2 separate regions of the Mus musculus genome follow, and region 2 is linked to region 1. A link is a contact called in public HiChIP or PLAC-seq data. All regions are on one chromosome and are shown on one strand. The core of a region is the stretch at or near the end of the contact, and the rest is flanking DNA. Distances in the headings are between cores, read along the strand shown. Region 1 has its middle 9.1 kb from the start of Gm30055. Region 2 holds the start of BC049715 (cDNA sequence BC049715).

Region 1 (4,164 bases), core at 904-3,403:
GTTTCTTTTGGTTGGTTATTTTGTTGTTTGGTACAAAGCCCGGTCATACCAGCTTAACACACAGCAAAGTTAAACATTTTTGAATGTTACTTGAGAATCAGAGCATCACAGACAGTTTCAGGCCTTGATGGAGCCTAAAGCCTACCAACCTTGTGTGGGTCTTTCGTGACACAATCCCACCAGCCTTTTTATTCCCGTTCCCCACCCCCTGCCTACTATTTGCACACAGGCTCTCTTTATTTGAAGAGAAGGCAGGAAGACCAAGATAGGACTGTAAATGAATGGTTCCCACAGCTCATCGACACAGAACCAGCAGCTCTTTGAAACATTTGGAAAGGCAAATATTCTTGGGCCCTAACCTAGACCCAAAATAAGATGCTCGAACAGTGGGGCCAACATTCTCTGTGTAAGCAAACCCTCCAAATGATTGAAGTGTGTTACAGAACTTAGAGTCTGTGATTACTAACAGGAAACTGAGGTCTGAGCTGAATGGTCATCCTCCAGCAACATTCCCAGTGAAGAGGTAGACATGCATGGTAGGTGACACCAAATGTGAGGACTTTGCTTGGAACTCCTCTGAGATACAAGCCACTCACTTGCAATCACCCTAATTAGTCCACCTCAATTATACCCCCTTTTCTTATTAAAAAGGACAAAGTTGCACAAATTATGATACTCTCTGATAAATTCTACCTCCAGACAGAGAAGAAGGCACGGGGATCTGCACTGATCAGAGGAGACCATTCCCACCCTAGCTCAGAAGTCCCCAAGAGCATGGCGACTTTGACACTGTTTTCTTTCACTCCTTAGCACCAGGCCACCAGGCTCTTCCCTTTCTGAGGTTAGTAGGGAAGCTGATGAGTAGGGACTTCTTGGTGGTCAGTTAAAGGAAGGAAGTGAATGCTAGAAGTCTCCTCCGAAGCCAATCGTGGATGAGAACAAGAGCCACAGACCCAAGGAGGAAGAAAACAGTCCAAATTCCTTGTATTCTGAGAATAGAGGGGCCCCAGAGACTGCAAAGAGTCCTCAGGGACCCCAGCTCTCTCATACTTGTAATTACTTGTCCAGGTCACTACAGAACGCTAGGCCCCGCCTTTTCCATCATCTCAGATATTAATTATCTTCGTTCCTTTTTGGGCCTTTAGGGTTTTTTGTTTGTTTGTTTTATGTATGTGAATACACTGCAGCTGTCTTCAGACACACCCGAAGAGAGTATCAGATCCCATTACAGATGGCTGTGAGCCACCTTTGGGTACTGGGAATTGAACTCAGGACCTCAGGAAGAGCAGTGCTCTTAATTGCTGAGCCATCTCTCCAGCCCAGGCCTTTTGTCTTAAAAAAAAAAAAAAAACTAACTCCCTTCTTCCAGCAGAATTGTGCCTATCGGAGTCATACAACGACTGTCCTCTCTCTCTCTCTCTCCTCTCTCTCTCTCTCTCTCTCATATCTCTTTCTCCCCCCTCTCTCTCATATCTCTCTCTCATCTCTCTCTCTCTCCTCTCTCTCTCCTCTCTCTCTCTCCTCTCTCCTCTCTCTCTCTCTCCTCTCTCCCTCCCTCTCTCTCTCTCTCTCTCTCTCTCTCTCTCTCTCTCTCTCTCTCTCTCTCTCTCTCTCTCCCTCTGTTTTTCGAGACAGGGTTTCTCGTATAGCCCTGGCTGTCCTGGAACTTACTATGTAGACCAGGCTGGCCTTGAACTCAGAAATCCACCTGCCTCTGCCTCCCAAGTGCTGGGATTAAAGGCATGCACCACCACTGCCCAGGCTGTCACATCTCTTGACATAGCAGTTCAGCCATTCCAGGGTGGCCATGGGAGACGGCAAGATCTTAAATAATGGTTTGAATAAAATACTCCCAGTAATTATTCTAAAGATAGTAATGTCATGATCGCAAATGTTTATTGGTCTCCTATGACAGGCTAGGGCCTGCTGTAAACACTTCAACTATGTTAAGTCATTTAGTTTTGCAGCTATTATTTATTTTATAAGGAACAACTGCTACCACTTGCTCAACTAAAGAAGATCCCTTTTTTTTTTTAAGTTAAATCCACAATGTTCTGTCCTCCCAGCAGGTTATCAGTCCTGGAGATAAGGCCACGCCTCCAAATCTCCGCCAAAACAGAAGTTGTTTGTCCCTCCCTTTTTGTGGGAGGGGCATGGAGCAGTGTTTGTGGGCGTTTCCTTGTATGGAAATGAGATCGACACACAATGCTGCTCTCTATTGAACCCACATGGTGGAAAACAATTTCTTCTTGAGGTACACTTTCACCTACTGGCCCTGTACTACCGTCCCACTCCTCTCTAAAATTCCTTAAACCCTCTATTGTGTGTCGCCTCTTTGACCCCCAAGCCCCCAACCCTCGAAACTATGCGCTTCTCTGATTCCCGGAAGCTGTGCATCCCTTGTCTGACACCCAGGAAGCCGTGTATCCCTTCTCTGATCCCCGGAAGCTGTGCATACTGACCTCCACACACTACATCTGAATCTCACTTGTTGAGGTTACTTTTGAATTTGTCCTGGTCTTTAAGGTCTGGTCAGAATGTTCTATTATATTTGTAATTCTGCTTGCTGATTAGCTGATGAGCTTAAAGATTCTAATCTGAGCAGAAAGTCTGACATCATTTTATAGGAATCAGTTTATAAACTTTATTTAAGACGTGGCAGACACATAAATTTAGCAGCCACAGAGTCACGAGAGTGCATTACAAAGAAGCTATTAGCTCTCTCTGAGAGATAATATTTATAAATGGTATATAATTACGATCCCAAGCCTCAGGACTTCCAAAGACAGAAGCAATAAAGTTAATGAAGTAACGAATTTCCTGTTTGATCTCCGGGGAGGAAGGGTTCTCAGGGAAACCTGGAGCAGGAAGGAAGATTAAGAAAGCAATAAGGTGAGGCTCCTTCACAGCGTGGGTATGTTCCAGACTGTTCTATGAGAACAGAGAGTGTCGCCAGAGGGGAAGAATGTAGCCCCCAAGGAGGGGGGATTTTGAAAAGCATTTTCCAACCTGATAAAAACGTTCTCGTGGGAACGTCTTCTCCACAGATGTTTTCCCAAAAGATGCTTTCTCTCATTTTTTCCCAGATAACTGGATATTTAAAAATTAATAATAACAACTCCTACCAACTAGATAATACGTAGCCTTTATCCTTGACTTGGAAACTTGGGTCAGGAAGCTTTACCGAGCAGTTGCTGTGAGCAACATATTTTATTTGGTACTTTTGAGAGATAGCCAGATGGATAACTTTCTCCTTATCCTGAAAAGGCATAAGGCCAGGATGAAAGGGAAGACACATTCTAAAGGAATTATGAATATCAGTTATTGCTGCATCAGGCGTTGTTCTTCCTGCTTTTGATACAGAAACTTATTTTTGTTGCCATGGCTACCCTGCAAGAAGCCATGGTTTTCATTTTATGGGAAAGGAAACTAAAGTCGGGTGGCTTTACATAGCATCTTTGATGCCACATAGCTATAAACAAACAGTAAATTGTATCTGCAGGAGCTGAACCGTTTGCCTTAACGTCACAGAGCGAGTCCACCATCTGAGAGTCTGGGCTGGAGTTAGTCGAAGGCCCCAGATTGTCAACACAGGCTCTCTTTCTTGTGAAACTATAGTCTTTTGGGGTTGTTGCTCCCTGTTTCCGTTCTTTTATGAGACCAGGAGTTGAAGTTCCATGCAAGACGTAACACTTGCTGACTCAAAGAAAGCAATCAACTTGAAGCCTAGTGTTGTTTTCCTACAGAGCACTGAAAATACCCATTGAAAAGTTTTATGAAATCAAATGAAGAGTCGTTTGTACAGATAATAGTGTTTTGAAGGGCTTTTCTGGCCAGAGCCAGGGCAAACATGCAGCTTTGATCGACTTTATAAGGCTTCTGTGTGAAGGGTTTTTGGGTTTTGTTTTCTTCACTTCTTCACTTTTTGTACCAATGAGGTTGTGCCTCAGGCCGCACACATGCTGGACCAGCACGTTACCCCTGAGCCAAATCCACACCCAGATCCTGTGTTACTTCCAGTTTGAACTAGTATGTCAGAGAACTGTCTAGGTTGACTTTGACATTGTGATCCTCCTGCCTCAGCTTCTCAAGTAGCTCGGATAATGGGCCCGAGGCTCATTCTTTTAATGAGTGCTCCCTTGTCTACAATGCAGGCTTCACTTT
Region 2 (4,164 bases), core at 724-3,223, 160 kb before region 1:
ATTTATGACTCTCAAACAAAAGAAATAAAAAATGAAGTATTAGAACTCCTCAAACTTAACATTAAAGTATATTCTTACTAGCACATATGACTCCTGATTTATGTATTTTGAGGGAATTAAAAGTGGTAGTCACGGTAGGGAAATATTTTAAGGCCAGGCTTTCATTATTATCACTTCTTTCTCTTCCATTCCAAATGAATGAAACTTCCAAAAATTAGCCTTGCCCATAGTAAAAAAAGGAACAAATATTTCCTGTTCAAAGTGTGCGACACTTTCCTACAGGCTACATCTCCTGTGGCTCCCCCTTTAAGCATTAAACAAATCTACTTTCTTTCTACATTAGGAAAGGGAAGATCCCGAGGTAAATTTGAGACTCTAATTCCCTTGGCTCCTTAGGTGGGACTCTGTAAGTTGTTTTAGTTAATGCTTTTTTTCATCAAGCGTTCAGCTGGCCGGCTCCCTGCTGCTTCCCAGATATTTCAGAACTGATCGGTGTCGATTATGTCATTACAGATGTTTCTCTATCAGAAAGCAGAAGGGGCAGGAGTTTGGGAAGAAGGGAAGAGAAGGGTACTGACTATAGGGAACTACAAAAAGGCACGGATACAACAAATTCTATTTTTGATCTTTTCTTTAGTGTTTCCCTTCTTAAACCAGCCTCGGGCTCTCGTTTTGACGCCATCCCATCACACACACCTAAAAACCAATCAGCTACGAGTCAAGGAGAATTTTTACAAGACCATAGTGCCTCTGCCTGCAAACGTTGGCAGAGACAAGGTCAAAAGACCATGGGAACCCAGGCAGCACAAACGCAACCCGACCGGTCCGGTCCGGTCCGGGTCCACTCCAGGAGGCCTCACAGCAACTGCCGAAACCATAGCGACGGTTGATAGCGACTCGAGCGGCTAGACGTCAGCCCGCCGCCACCGGTCGCCGCACTCGGGCGGTGGGTCTGACCCGGCGGGAGATCCCGCCCGAGAACCCGTCGGACGCAGTGCCAGGCCGGCCCCGAGCCCTGAAACCCGAGGCTCCCGCCACCCCGGGCCCAGCGGAGGAAGAGCGCGGCCTCTGGGCCTGGTGTTTCAGAGAAGGCTTCGCAGGCCCCGGGGAGGGTCGCGGAAAACGGAGCACCGAGTCCCCACGCACTCACACGACTGCGAGGCTCCCGGGACGGCGAGAGCAGCTAGCGGGCGGTCCCGGAGGACTCTCTGCGAAGGGGCCTTCACCTCTGCCCCTCGGTCAACCACCCGGGAACCGCCATCTTGAAACCTCGCGCCCCTCCGCCAGCTCACGTCACTTCCTGTTCCCGCTGGCCGCGATCTCACCGCGTTGCCAGGCACTGGGCCCATAGAGCGAATACAACAACTTCAGAGCCAGAGGTACTTCCGCTCTCATTCACTATCCGATTGGATAACTATAGGCCAAGAGACCCGCCTCATTCCAGAGTATTGTAGATTGACACTAATATAACCCAATAGAAATAAAAAGTAAGGAAGCTGCTATTTGATTGGCCAATTGTTCTCAGAATTCTGACGCATTTCCGCAACTGCTTCTCTCTGGGGACACACTAGGTAGCGGTATGCGTACGCTTCTGTGTCGGCCATTGGATCTGTGTTAGTTGTCGTGTGTAAATGGATGCTGTTTTTCAGGAATGCTTCCATAGAAAACAAGTTAGGTAATAACACTGGGCACCGAGTCTAAGGTGCTCAGCAAACATCAGCCCTCTAAACCTACAGCATGTGATGAACTGAACAAATAGTTCCTAGGGGAGACTCATAAATCTACACGAAAATGTATATTTTAAAAGAGAAACGGTACATTTGTCGATTTTCCAGAGGAGAAGTTATTACATAACACTTCAAATGAACTTTGCATCAACCCAAACTCCTTTATGATGTCATTGCACACTCTAGATTTATCTGAAGTCTTCCTTTGAGGGTTCTCTAGAGTCACAGAACTTGTGGATAGTCTCTATATAGAAAGGGACTTTGTTATGATGACTTACGGTCTGTAGTCCACCTCCCCAACAATGGTCAGCTGTGAATGGGAAGTCCAAGGATCTAGGAGTTGCTCAGTCCCACCAGGCTAGTAGATTCCAACTGATGGGCTGGCAAGTAAATGCAAGCAGAGGAGGAAGAGAAAAACTTCCATCTTCCAATGTCTTATAGATCTCCAGAAGAAGGTGTGGTTCAGATTAAAGGTGTGTACCGCCACGCCTGGATCTGGGCCTTGTACTCAGAGATCTTACCTTACTCTCCTGGGGATACATAGCCACTATGCCTCAAGATTTCCATGCCAAGATCAAGGTCAGAAACTTGTATTTCCCAGCCTCAAGATCTGGATCACAGGTGAACCTTCCAATTCTGGATTGTGGTTTGTTCTAGATATAGCTGATAACCAGAAATAGCTATTATATTTCCCTTCTACATCCCCATTCCTTAAGACTCCTCCCCATCCTTTCCCCTTAAAGGTAAGCATTTAAAACGAAATCTTCATAAAGTGTGAACTTGGTCTGTCTCGAAAAAAAACCAAAAAGCAAAACAAAACAACAAAAAACCAAAAACAAAAAAACACAAATCAAAAAACCAAAAACACCCTCACACTTGGTTATTTTTCAACTTAGTTTCAGCATCCTTAACAGAAAAGGTCCTAAGGGAATTTTTGACATCAAGTACTTTGAAAGAACTGATTGAGGTGTATATTAATTTTTAGGATGTTGTAGATAGGCACTAATGTTACAATGAATTAATAACCAATAGAACATTTACAATTTATATTAAAACAAATGTGTTCCCTAACAATGTAACATCAGTACCATACTAAAACTACCTTTGACTTAGTGGGAAAAAAAATAAGTATTCAATAAATAATCTGGGCTGGCCACCATCTCCCTATCCCTCTGTCTCATTGTTTAGATGGATTGAATTACAGTTAGAAGCCTTGATGCCTGGGAATGTCATTAATTCTTGTTTTGATTACTCTTTGAGTGTCAGTAATAGCAAGACCTATTAGTTCATAAAATAAAAACCAGGTAATAAATTTAGAAAGTGACACAAATTGTGATATTTTGAAACTAATTTATAAAACCAGTGATAACATAGAAATTAATACATTTGGAAAAGTTATGTGGCTAGTTAAAATTCTTCATCTGCTTGTAAAATTTTCCTGAGATATACTGGATACTTTATACCAATGATTTATTTTTGTCTTTGCGTTAAAAACCAAACGACTATAACCAGGACTATCTCAACATTGTTACATACAATGGTTTTTGAAGTAGACCCTAAAAACGGCTTAGTGAGAATGGTTAGATAAAGGTTTAGAAAACAAATGCTGTATCTAGAGAAACTAAGTTCCATCAATAGGCCTCCATGGCCTCTCCTTTTCCTGAGTTCAGGAGGCAATTAACATAGGTCTGCAAATGCTTTATGGGGCAGAGGGAGCTGCCTCTTTTTGGTGGTACTGAAAATAAAATTATCCCCCTGAAAAATAGAAATTAATTACTTTCCTTTAATCAACAAATTCTTAACAGGGAGTGAGCCTTTTTCTTCACTCTAACATATTTTATGCAGGGATCACTGCATTTTATGCCTTGTTTTGTTTACAATGTTCCACACACTTTGACCACTCAAGAGATAGATGACAAACAGGTGGTCAATATTGACTGCATTACAGACAACATTTATTATCTCATCCTTTCCCAATCCATCCAGCCACGCTTTGAACTGAGGAGAACCTCGCAGATGCATGGCTTTCGTTCATTCTGGAACATAATGTTGTTGAGGTTGCTCTGCCTTCATTTCCGGGTGGCAGACAATTGTATTTAATCTGGTGGAAGAAAATGTTGATATGATTTTGCAGTCTTTTCCAGTTCACAAACAACTGTTTTTGATCTGGGGGTAAAAATAACAGCACTATGTATGTTTTACTTGAAGGTCACAGGTCTGTGTCTAGTCAGATGTTATTAAGTCTGTCTTATTAGACATTAAGTGATGTTTGAAACAGGAAATGGGAATGGTCTCTCCATTTAGCAGGAATATTTGAAGACATTTGCTGCGAACAAGGAAGCAATAGCCTGTGCCTGCTGGTCTATGATGCCTTTACACCTCAGTGGTTCTGACAACAGGGTAAGAAAACTGGATAGAGCTTTATCCCCTGAGGGTC

What was found. HiChIP or PLAC-seq counts read pairs in DNA pulled down with a chosen protein or histone mark.
Region 2: a contact with region 1 is called in an H3K27ac HiChIP or PLAC-seq map of extraembryonic endoderm stem cells, with 4 times the contacts expected there. The contact joins the promoter of BC049715 here to the enhancer-like site in region 1. A contact is called at or near these places in 18 of 39 promoter capture datasets (the 3T3-L1 cell line, the C10 cell line, cancer-associated fibroblasts and 11 more), 1 of 15 datasets of contacts at CTCF or cohesin (the NIH/3T3 cell line), 9 of 484 Hi-C or Micro-C datasets (the G1E-ER4 cell line, bone marrow-derived macrophages, cortical neurons and 5 more), 32 of 115 datasets of contacts at active chromatin or transcription factors (the 230-238 cell line, DN3 thymocytes, the HPC-7 cell line and 18 more) and 4 of 9 other capture datasets (adipose tissue, liver, macrophages and 1 more).

The regions. Positions count from the first base shown.
Region 1 is chr6:136,987,863-136,992,026 of GRCm38.p6, forward strand. No RefSeq gene overlaps it. Among named protein-coding and RNA genes, the nearest start is that of Gm30055, 9.1 kb to the left of the region's middle. Within about 2 kb of position 2,154, at least 30 of the 459 cell types and tissues checked have an H3K27ac peak or open chromatin away from gene starts, as enhancers often do. A contact at or near this core is called in the G1E-ER4 cell line, embryonic stem cells, epiblast stem cells and 1 more, where this site is marked.
Region 2 is chr6:136,826,870-136,831,033 of GRCm38.p6, forward strand. BC049715 (cDNA sequence BC049715) reads left to right here and starts at 1,974. Exons shown (of 3, transcript NM_178776.3): 1 at 1,974-2,200; 2 at 4,032-4,127. It overlaps Wbp11 (WW domain binding protein 11), which reads right to left and starts at 1,347. Exons shown (of 12, transcript NM_021714.4): 1 at 1,151-1,347. Smco3 (single-pass membrane protein with coiled-coil domains 3) reads right to left here. Exons shown (of 2, transcript NM_001039558.2): 2 at 3,062-4,164.